Regions from separate parts of the Mus musculus genome. Here region 1 is linked to region 2. A link is a contact called in public Hi-C data. All regions are on one chromosome and are shown on one strand. Each heading gives the region's core, a stretch centred on a gene start, on an enhancer-like site or on the middle of the called end of the contact. The rest is flanking DNA. Distances are from core to core; before and after follow the strand shown. Region 1 overlaps Mkln1 (muskelin 1, intracellular mediator containing kelch motifs). Region 2 overlaps Lncpint (long non-protein coding RNA, Trp53 induced transcript).

Region 1 (3,980 bases), core at 750-3,249, 240 kb after region 2:
TAGAAGGGTCTTCAGCTCCAAGTCTCTTACAGGACTTCAGTCATGTTCTGCTTCGCCAGAGCTAGCTAGGGAGAATCAGTAAGAGCTAAATCACTTTTATGTATCTAGGGCTTAGAAATGGCACTACATTGCCATTTCTTTGTATTGTTGTTTGAAATAAGTTTAGGCCATCCTACAGTAGAGATAGGTCATATGAAGGCGTGAATAACCACGAAGACTAAATCATTTGAAGCCTTCAGAATCGCTCTGCTAGAGATTAGTCTCCTTATAGGCTTCACTGAAGACTCATGTAATTTCATATAAATATATAAAATAAATGAAAAGTTTTGCCTGCCTGTATGTATGTGTACCATGCTGCTTGTCTGTGGAGGTGGGAAGAGGGTCTCTGATCCCCTAGAGCTGAAGTTATGCATGGTTGTGAGGCACTTTGTAGGGGCTTGGGAACCAACCTGGGTCCTCTCCAAGAGCCACATGTACTTTTATCTTAGCCATCTGCCAGCCCCTGTGGTTTCAGAGTTTAAGCTGTACAGCTTAGCTTCGTATCTGTCCTTTAGCCCTTTTATTCCTTCTAATTTGAGTAGCCATTTTTATTAGTTTTTGGTTGAAGCAAATAAAAGCAATTAATGTGTTTATCTGTTCCTTAAGTATAGTATGGTTTGGTCTTTATCAATTGAAGGATATCTGGATTGCTTCCAGTTTGGGATTATTAGAAGTAAGGCAATTTTGAACATTTGTATGTAGGTTTTTATTTGCATATAAAATGTTATTTCCCTTGAATCAGTGTTTAAGAGTCTAGTTTTATGTTGTTGTTGTTGTTGGGTTTTTTGTTTATTTTGTTGTTGTTGTTTTTTGGTTTGTTTTTTGGGTTTTCTAGACAGGATTTTTCAATGTAGCCTATGGCCTCAAACTTGTAGAGATCCACCTGCCTCTACCTCCCAGTGCTGGGACTAAAGGCATGTGGCACCACTGCCCGGCGAGTTTAGTTACTGAATCACACAAAAAATACTTAAGAAACTATAATATACACCTAAAATGGCTGTACCATTTTACACTCACATTAGGGTACAGGTATTCCATTTTCTCTTGTGTGTGTGTGTGTGTGTGTGTGTGTGTGTGTGTGTGTGTGTAACATGTAAGAGTTAGTTCTCTCCTAATATGTGGGTCTTGGGGATTGAATTCAGGTCATTAGCCATTGAGCCATTGTCATCTGAAGTTTCTCTGAGTTGGTAATAGCCTTTGAGCCATCACTGTGTTTTAATTTTAGCTGTTCTGATAGGCAAGTAATGATGACTGGTGGTGGATGTTTGTGATGGCTATTGGTGTTGCACATGTTTTCATATGCTTATCTGCCTCCTTGGATATGCTTAATGAGTTCTTATTCATGCCTTGCCTGTTTTCTAATTGAATTGTTTGCTTTTTTTCAAAGCCTAATCATTGTAAATACTTGTATTATTTTAGATATCATTTTTTGAACATAAAATAGGTTCTTCCAGGCTGTATCTTCTCATTTTACCTTTTAACAGAGTCCTTACCAGAACAAGATTTTAATTATTTCTGTAGCCTGATTTTTGCTTTTATAGATTAGTGAGTTTTGTGTAGGAACTTGCCTAGGATTTAGAGAAAGGATAATTGTATATTGTGGGTAGTGATATGAGAAAGTCAGTCAGTCAGTCAGTCAGTCAGTCAGTCAGTAAGAACACGTGTAGCTGCTATAGAAACAGTACAGAGGCCTCTCAAAAACCTTTATGACCCAGCAGCCCTACTCCTGGGTATATAAAAGTCATTGCATCAAAGAGATACCCACACCCCTGCTTATTGCAGCACTAGTCACAGGAACCAGAATTATAGAGTCAGCCAAGATGTCCATCAGTAGATGAATGGATTTTAAAAACTGTGTGGGAACAGACATGGCTCAGTGGTTAAGAACATTTGCTGCTCTTGCATAGGACTGGAGTTTGATTGACAGGTGGTTCACAGTCATCTAGAACTCCAGACTCAGGGCTTTTGTGCCCTCTTCTGGCCTCCAAGGCATACACACAAATGGCATTCATATATACAGGCATGCATGTATACACACAGATTTTGTTTTCAAAGATTGTGTGTGTGTGTTTATGTGTGGTGTATGTGTGTCCATGAATATATGTGTGTGACAGAGCAGGGGTTAGGAAGAATACTGTTTAACCATAACAAGGATGCAATCCTGCCGATGCATGACTGAAACTTCAGGGCATTATGTTAAGTAAAGTAAATTAAGTATAGAGAGACAAATATTGCAGAAGCTAAAGACATTAATCACATAATAGTAGATGTACAATAGCACTTAGTAGAAGCTAGGAAGGGAAAGCAGTCACAGGGTAAGATAAGCAGTACGCAGATACAATTGCTATAGTTCTCTTATGTTACAAAGTTGGGGAACTAATCCAGAGCCATTAGTTGTACATTTCACAATAACTAGAGGAAGATTTGAGTTCCCAGAATCATAGGGAGTTGATATTTGAGGGATGGGAGTTCTGAGTACTCTGGTTTGGCCATTATACATTGTATTTGCACAGAAATTTGATTTGTAATGTGGTCACATAAGTGAGTATAAATGTTATATGTTAATTAAAAAAATAGAAACCAGGGAGCTGGAGAGATGGCTCAATAGTTAGAAAGAGTGTTTGACATTCTCAGAGCCTGTAACTCCAGCTCCAGAGAATCTGACATCCTCTTTGGTCTCTGCAGACTCTTAGACATACATACAGGCAGGCAGGCAGGCAGGCATGCACGCACGCACGCACATGGGCACACACACACACACACACACACACACACACACACACACACACACACACACTCTCTCTCTCTCTCTCTCTCTCTCTCTCTTTCTCTCTCTCTCTCTCTCACACACACACACACACACTCTCACAGCATACTCTCCCTAATGAGCCCTCCCTTCCTTGGAGCTTATTTTCCTGTTTCCACTGTTGCTGGAAAGAAGTGGCAGGGACTGGGGGCCTAGGAAATAGGTTGGGCATTGAAGCCAGGAATGGAAGCCACTCTGCTGGTGGCAATGGAACTCCTGTTATTTCCTAGCTGCTGCCAGCCAGGCCACTATTGCCTCCTTGTCAAGGTTGTCCAGCACCCTGACTCTGAGCAAGAAAGGACAGCTAAACCCACAAAACCCCAAACTGCCATGCTTGGTGATCTGTAAGTTCTGTTTTACATTTGTTTGTTTGTTTTGTTTTTCCCTTCCTCTTGCTTACCCTAGCTAGAGGTTTGCCGTTTTTTTTGTTTGTTTGTTTGTTTTGTTTTTAAGGACTCAATCTCTGGCTTCATTCTTTTTCCTAGTTCTCATTTTTAGTTTGATTTCTACTGTAATTTTTGCTTTACTTTTTATTTATTGTGATATTCATGGTTACATTTCTTTTTTTGTCCTAGCTCCTTAGGGTGGAAGCTTAGGTGATTGATTTTACAATTTTCCTAATTTCCTTGTACGTATTTAACACGTCTGCTAAGTGTTATTTTTATGGTATTGCACCGTTTCCGTAAGTTTCGTTCTTTTTAAAAAAAAATTAGTCTAGTTCGATTTATTTCTGTGTTTACCCTGAGGCTTCCTTGATTTGTGTATTATATGGAACTGTGTTGTATATGCTAACTATTTTAAGATTTTTCTAACTGTCTTGTATGAATGATTCTAATTTAATCCCATTGAGGTCTGTGAGCTGTTCCTGTTACTGACACGTTTTCCTGTGGTAGTGAGTGCTCCTGTGTGAGTTGAGGAGAATGCTCTTTGCTGTTGGTGAGTGTTCTGTGTATGTCAGTTACATCCAGTTGATTGATAGTGCTTTTTAGCTCATTGGTGTTCTGAGTTTCTGCCTCCTGAATCTGTCAGTTGCTCAAAGTGAGAGGCTGGGAATCTGCAATTATAATAGTGCTTCTTGCAATTCTGACAATTTTTTCCTCAAGTATTTTGACACTTTTTTTTGTTTGGTACAGTC
Region 2 (3,926 bases), core at 1,272-3,771:
AGGGAGACCCACAGAAAACATAGGCAGGGGCTGTGTGATGCTCTGGAAACTCACGCTGCCCACCATCCTGCTCACACTCCCTGCCTTCCCCGAGCTCTGGCTACAAGAGGACCCGATGGCCCTGCTGAGTAGGGCACTGTGCTGTACTTGGCATGCAAGGCTGACCATGGACTACCGTATAGTCTAGAGTTGAGGCCTAGGCTAAGGCCACTGTGCAGAAAGTTTGTTCTAATCGGCGAAGGTGTGGAAACAGGCTATAGACATCTGGCCCACTGGCCTTTGAAGAAAGGGAGAATCATTACACCAACAAACTTGTCAGAGGCACTAAGGGCAGACTCAACAGTATGGCCAGCTGATTAGAAAATTTTTACCGTAATCCTAATGAGTGCCTGAGGAGGCAGGGGTAGAGCAGCCTGTCAACACTGTCTCTGTGTTCCCTGAGCTCATGATGTCAATTCTGACTGTCCTCAAACCTCCAACAATCATTTACCCAAACCAAACAATTAATAATTTAGTTAATTAACAAGTAATTAAAACCGCTGTGCAGCTACCCCAGGGCTGCTCCTGGAGAGGGTAAGAAGGAGCAGGGAAGAGGAAAGGAGGGACTGTTAACTGCAGGCTGGAGCCACCTCTCCCTCTCTTCTCTAAGCTGCCCCTGTAATAACTACGGACTCCATTGCTCCACACTCCATTCCAGACTTACAGCAGCGACCGCCTTCCTCTCCAGGTCCCACTATGGCTCCCTAGTGGCTCTAAGGTTAATGTGCATCCCTTCAGCCTGGTTTAGCACCTGCTTCAGTAGGCATTACCCCTGAGCCCTAGAAGAATGAACACTGCCCCACCATGGCCTACTGACCGTGAGAGTGAGTGTCCCAAGTTTTACCCAACAGAACAAAGCTACAGCTGTGCCACTCAAAACCCTGGTGAGAGGAGCGACAGCTGCCACGGGGTGCTGATCCTAACCCAACTTTCTAACACACTGGAAGGAGATCTGTATATTTTCTAGGGATAGCCTGCCATTCTCTCAGCTGACTTTCAACTATCAAAGTGAAAGACTGATTATTTATTTATTTATTTATTTATTTATTTAGAGACTGGGTCTCACCATGTAGCTCTGGCTGTACTGGAACCCACTCTGTGGACCAGGCTGGCCTCAAACTCAAGAGACCTCCCTGCCTCTGCCTCCCAGTTGCTGGGTTTAAAGGTATGTGCAACTATGGCTGACTGAAGTAAAAGATATGTGACCACACATCTTTTCAGCAATGACTGGGTAGACCATTCTTTCTGTTAAGTCCTTTCTAAGAACAGATCTTCTTTAAAAATGATTATTTTCATTATTTTGAATTATGTGTGAGAGAGAGTATATACATATCACTACAAGTACCCACAGAGGCCACAAGGCTTTTATCTTCTGGATTTAGGATTACAAGCACTGTGAGCCACCTGATGGCTTCAACCTCTAGGAATTCCCTCAGAAAGAGCAAGTCTCTGTGAGAGACTAGAGATGAGGCTGGAGGGCAAGGCTGCAAAGGACAGGGTATGGCTTCTCAGCAGTGGACTCCGGCATCCTTCTCAGTTAAGAGGACTTTTCACTCCCTGCTCTGTGCAAACACGCTAGCATAGTACAACAGAGGGCAGGCTCCTGTGTGTTAGGGGATGGTTCCTAGGGACATTAACTAGGGTGACTGAGCAAAGTGAAGGGACACTTAGAAGCCACAGTTCTCTCTTCCACAAACTTAAGAAATAGCAAAAGTGTTCCACGTGCTTTTAAACTTTCATGTGGCTAATTTCAGAGTCCTCTACCTTGTAAGACTGTTAGCTAGACTGCAGCTTGTCTTATCAGTAGATTTTCCTCCAAATGACTCAAACAAACCAAGCCATAAAAACACATCCTAGGGCTGAAGACAGCTCAGCATTTAGCAGCCCTTGGTCTTACAGAGGACCCTGGTTCAGTTCCCAGCACCCACATGGTGGTTCACAACCATCTGTAACTCGAGATACTTGAGACCCTCTGTCTTACCTCCTCAGGCAACAGGTACACATGTGGTGCACATATATACACGCTGAAAAAACACTCTTACACTCAGAATAGAAAAGCCATGTCCTATCCCCTGGTGGTCTACATCTAATCGAAGAAAGCACAGTGAAGCAAACAAAAGACAGGCGCAAACTGCATTCAAAGTTCTGTTCTTGTATGTTTTTTACCTGCTACCTAAAATTTAAGAAAGTTTTATATATTTGTGGTGTAATATACATGTTATGTACAATACAGATCCAAAAGCCTTATATTTAAATGGCCTTTAACCTACTTGATAACAATTTTCTATATTTAACTTTTTGATGTTCAGACTTTACAGGTCCATACGAAGAATGAGTAATATTAAAACGGCAATAGTTCTCAGGGCAGACTTCACTCAGTTAAGAAATAACAAAGGCGGCACTCCCCTGTGTGCTGCACATATGTGATAAGGCCCCTGGCTGTCAGCATGGGAATCCCCACATGAACGGAAGGAATCGGTTCACTACTGAGAGTGGAACTGAAAGTCAAGGAAAGGATTTCCCCTGCGCCTGACTGGAAACACGACTCTTGATTTTAGTTGTCCTTCCAAGTGGCATGAAGTGAGCAGGAGACTTCTCAGACGTATTTTTAAGCCTTTACCCTCAGTGCAAGATTCTGAAACCGTCTCAAAGTCAAGTGAAAACACGGGGAGACATCAAGTCCCAGAGTCTTGACAAAAGACTTAGCAAGTCCACCCAGACCAATGTTTATAACTGTAGGTGGCACGGAATGGCTCCAAGTGTTGTCCCACAAATTAACTCATTTTGGCAGTCACAAAATTCATCCTATAAACAGATACATGAACCATTTCAAAGATACCATTTCTGGAATATTCTGTTTATATGCTAAAGTAGTAATACCTTAATTTTTTCTTAAGTATAAATAAGGCCATTTGACTTGACTGAGTCGCAGACTAGTAAAACAAAACTGGAAGAACCTCTCCCCTTCCTGAAACACAAAGACAGACAAGAGAGCCAGCAGAGGGAGCGTGAACTCCTACAGCCGACTTCTTTTAGGTGGAAGAAGTGGGCGGAGGAGGGAGCAGTGAACTGCCCCAACGACTCTTAGGAACATTTCAATACTCAAAAATACTTCCATTAATTATAATCAATGTATTTTTATGTTTACTAGACAGACTTCAGTATGGATAAAATGCTATGATGCTAAACATTATTCCCCGAATTCTAAGAGAAAATTGTGAGGCTTTCTTATGCTAAAAGAATTGGGAGCAGTCTGTGCAGCCATCTGATCAGAGCAGAGCGGCTGCTACAGTTTGCAGATTGTGGAGATTTTAAAGTAAAACTAATAAATCAAATTCAGGCGGCTGCAAAACTACACTGCTTCCAAACATTCCTGCATGTAGACGTGTTTTTACTTATTCTTGCACTTAAGGCTCTAAACATTAAGTCTAGACTATAGATATCTGAAATCAGATACCAACCCCTCCCCAAGCTGGCATGATTTCAAACACAGCATGTAAAGAATGTATAGGAAAGACAGTTAACATAACTTTACAGGTGAGATTACTATCCTTGGTGACTTGCTTCCAAGGGTAGAGGGAGAAAAGAAAACAAGTTTTTACAGAAAACCATCAAACACTGAGCCAGTGACAAGTGACACTGATGGTGACAGACAGCATGTACACCATTCATGGGGAGGTGACAAAGAAAGACCTCCATTCTGTGGTCTTCCCTCCAAGCCCACCACATCCAACACTCAGTAAAACGGGCACAGATAGACAATCTACACACTATCTTCCCCAATAGACTTCGGGTCCCACTGAGAATGGCCCCATGGGAGCATATATTTGAATACTTGGTCCCAGTTGACAGAGTAGTTGGAGAAGATTAGGAGGTATGTATGACCT

What was found. A called contact is a pair of places that touch in the nucleus more often than the background predicts.
Region 1: a contact with region 2 is called in a Hi-C map of bone marrow-derived macrophages, with 20 read pairs. The contact joins two enhancer-like sites. A contact is called at or near these places in 9 of 39 promoter capture datasets (the 3T3-L1 cell line, 3T3-L1-derived adipocytes, HPC-7-derived erythroid cells and 4 more), 5 of 484 Hi-C or Micro-C datasets (CD4 T cells, bone marrow-derived macrophages and regulatory T cells) and 6 of 115 datasets of contacts at active chromatin or transcription factors (craniofacial prominence, embryonic basal ganglia, embryonic hindbrain and 3 more).

What each region holds. Positions count from the first base shown.
Region 1 is chr6:31,410,717-31,414,696 of GRCm38.p6, forward strand. All of the region lies in intron 1 of Mkln1 (muskelin 1, intracellular mediator containing kelch motifs), which reads left to right. Among named protein-coding and RNA genes, the nearest start is that of Mkln1, 14 kb to the left of the region's middle. Within about 2 kb of position 2,000, at least 27 of the 459 cell types and tissues checked have an H3K27ac peak or open chromatin away from gene starts, as enhancers often do. A contact at or near this core is called in bone marrow-derived macrophages and regulatory T cells, where this site is marked.
Region 2 is chr6:31,167,055-31,170,980 of GRCm38.p6, forward strand. All of the region lies in intron 1 of Lncpint (long non-protein coding RNA, Trp53 induced transcript), which reads right to left. Among named protein-coding and RNA genes, the nearest start is that of Lncpint, 49 kb to the right of the region's middle. Within about 2 kb of position 2,522, at least 41 of the 459 cell types and tissues checked have an H3K27ac peak or open chromatin away from gene starts, as enhancers often do. A contact at or near this core is called in bone marrow-derived macrophages and regulatory T cells, where this site is marked.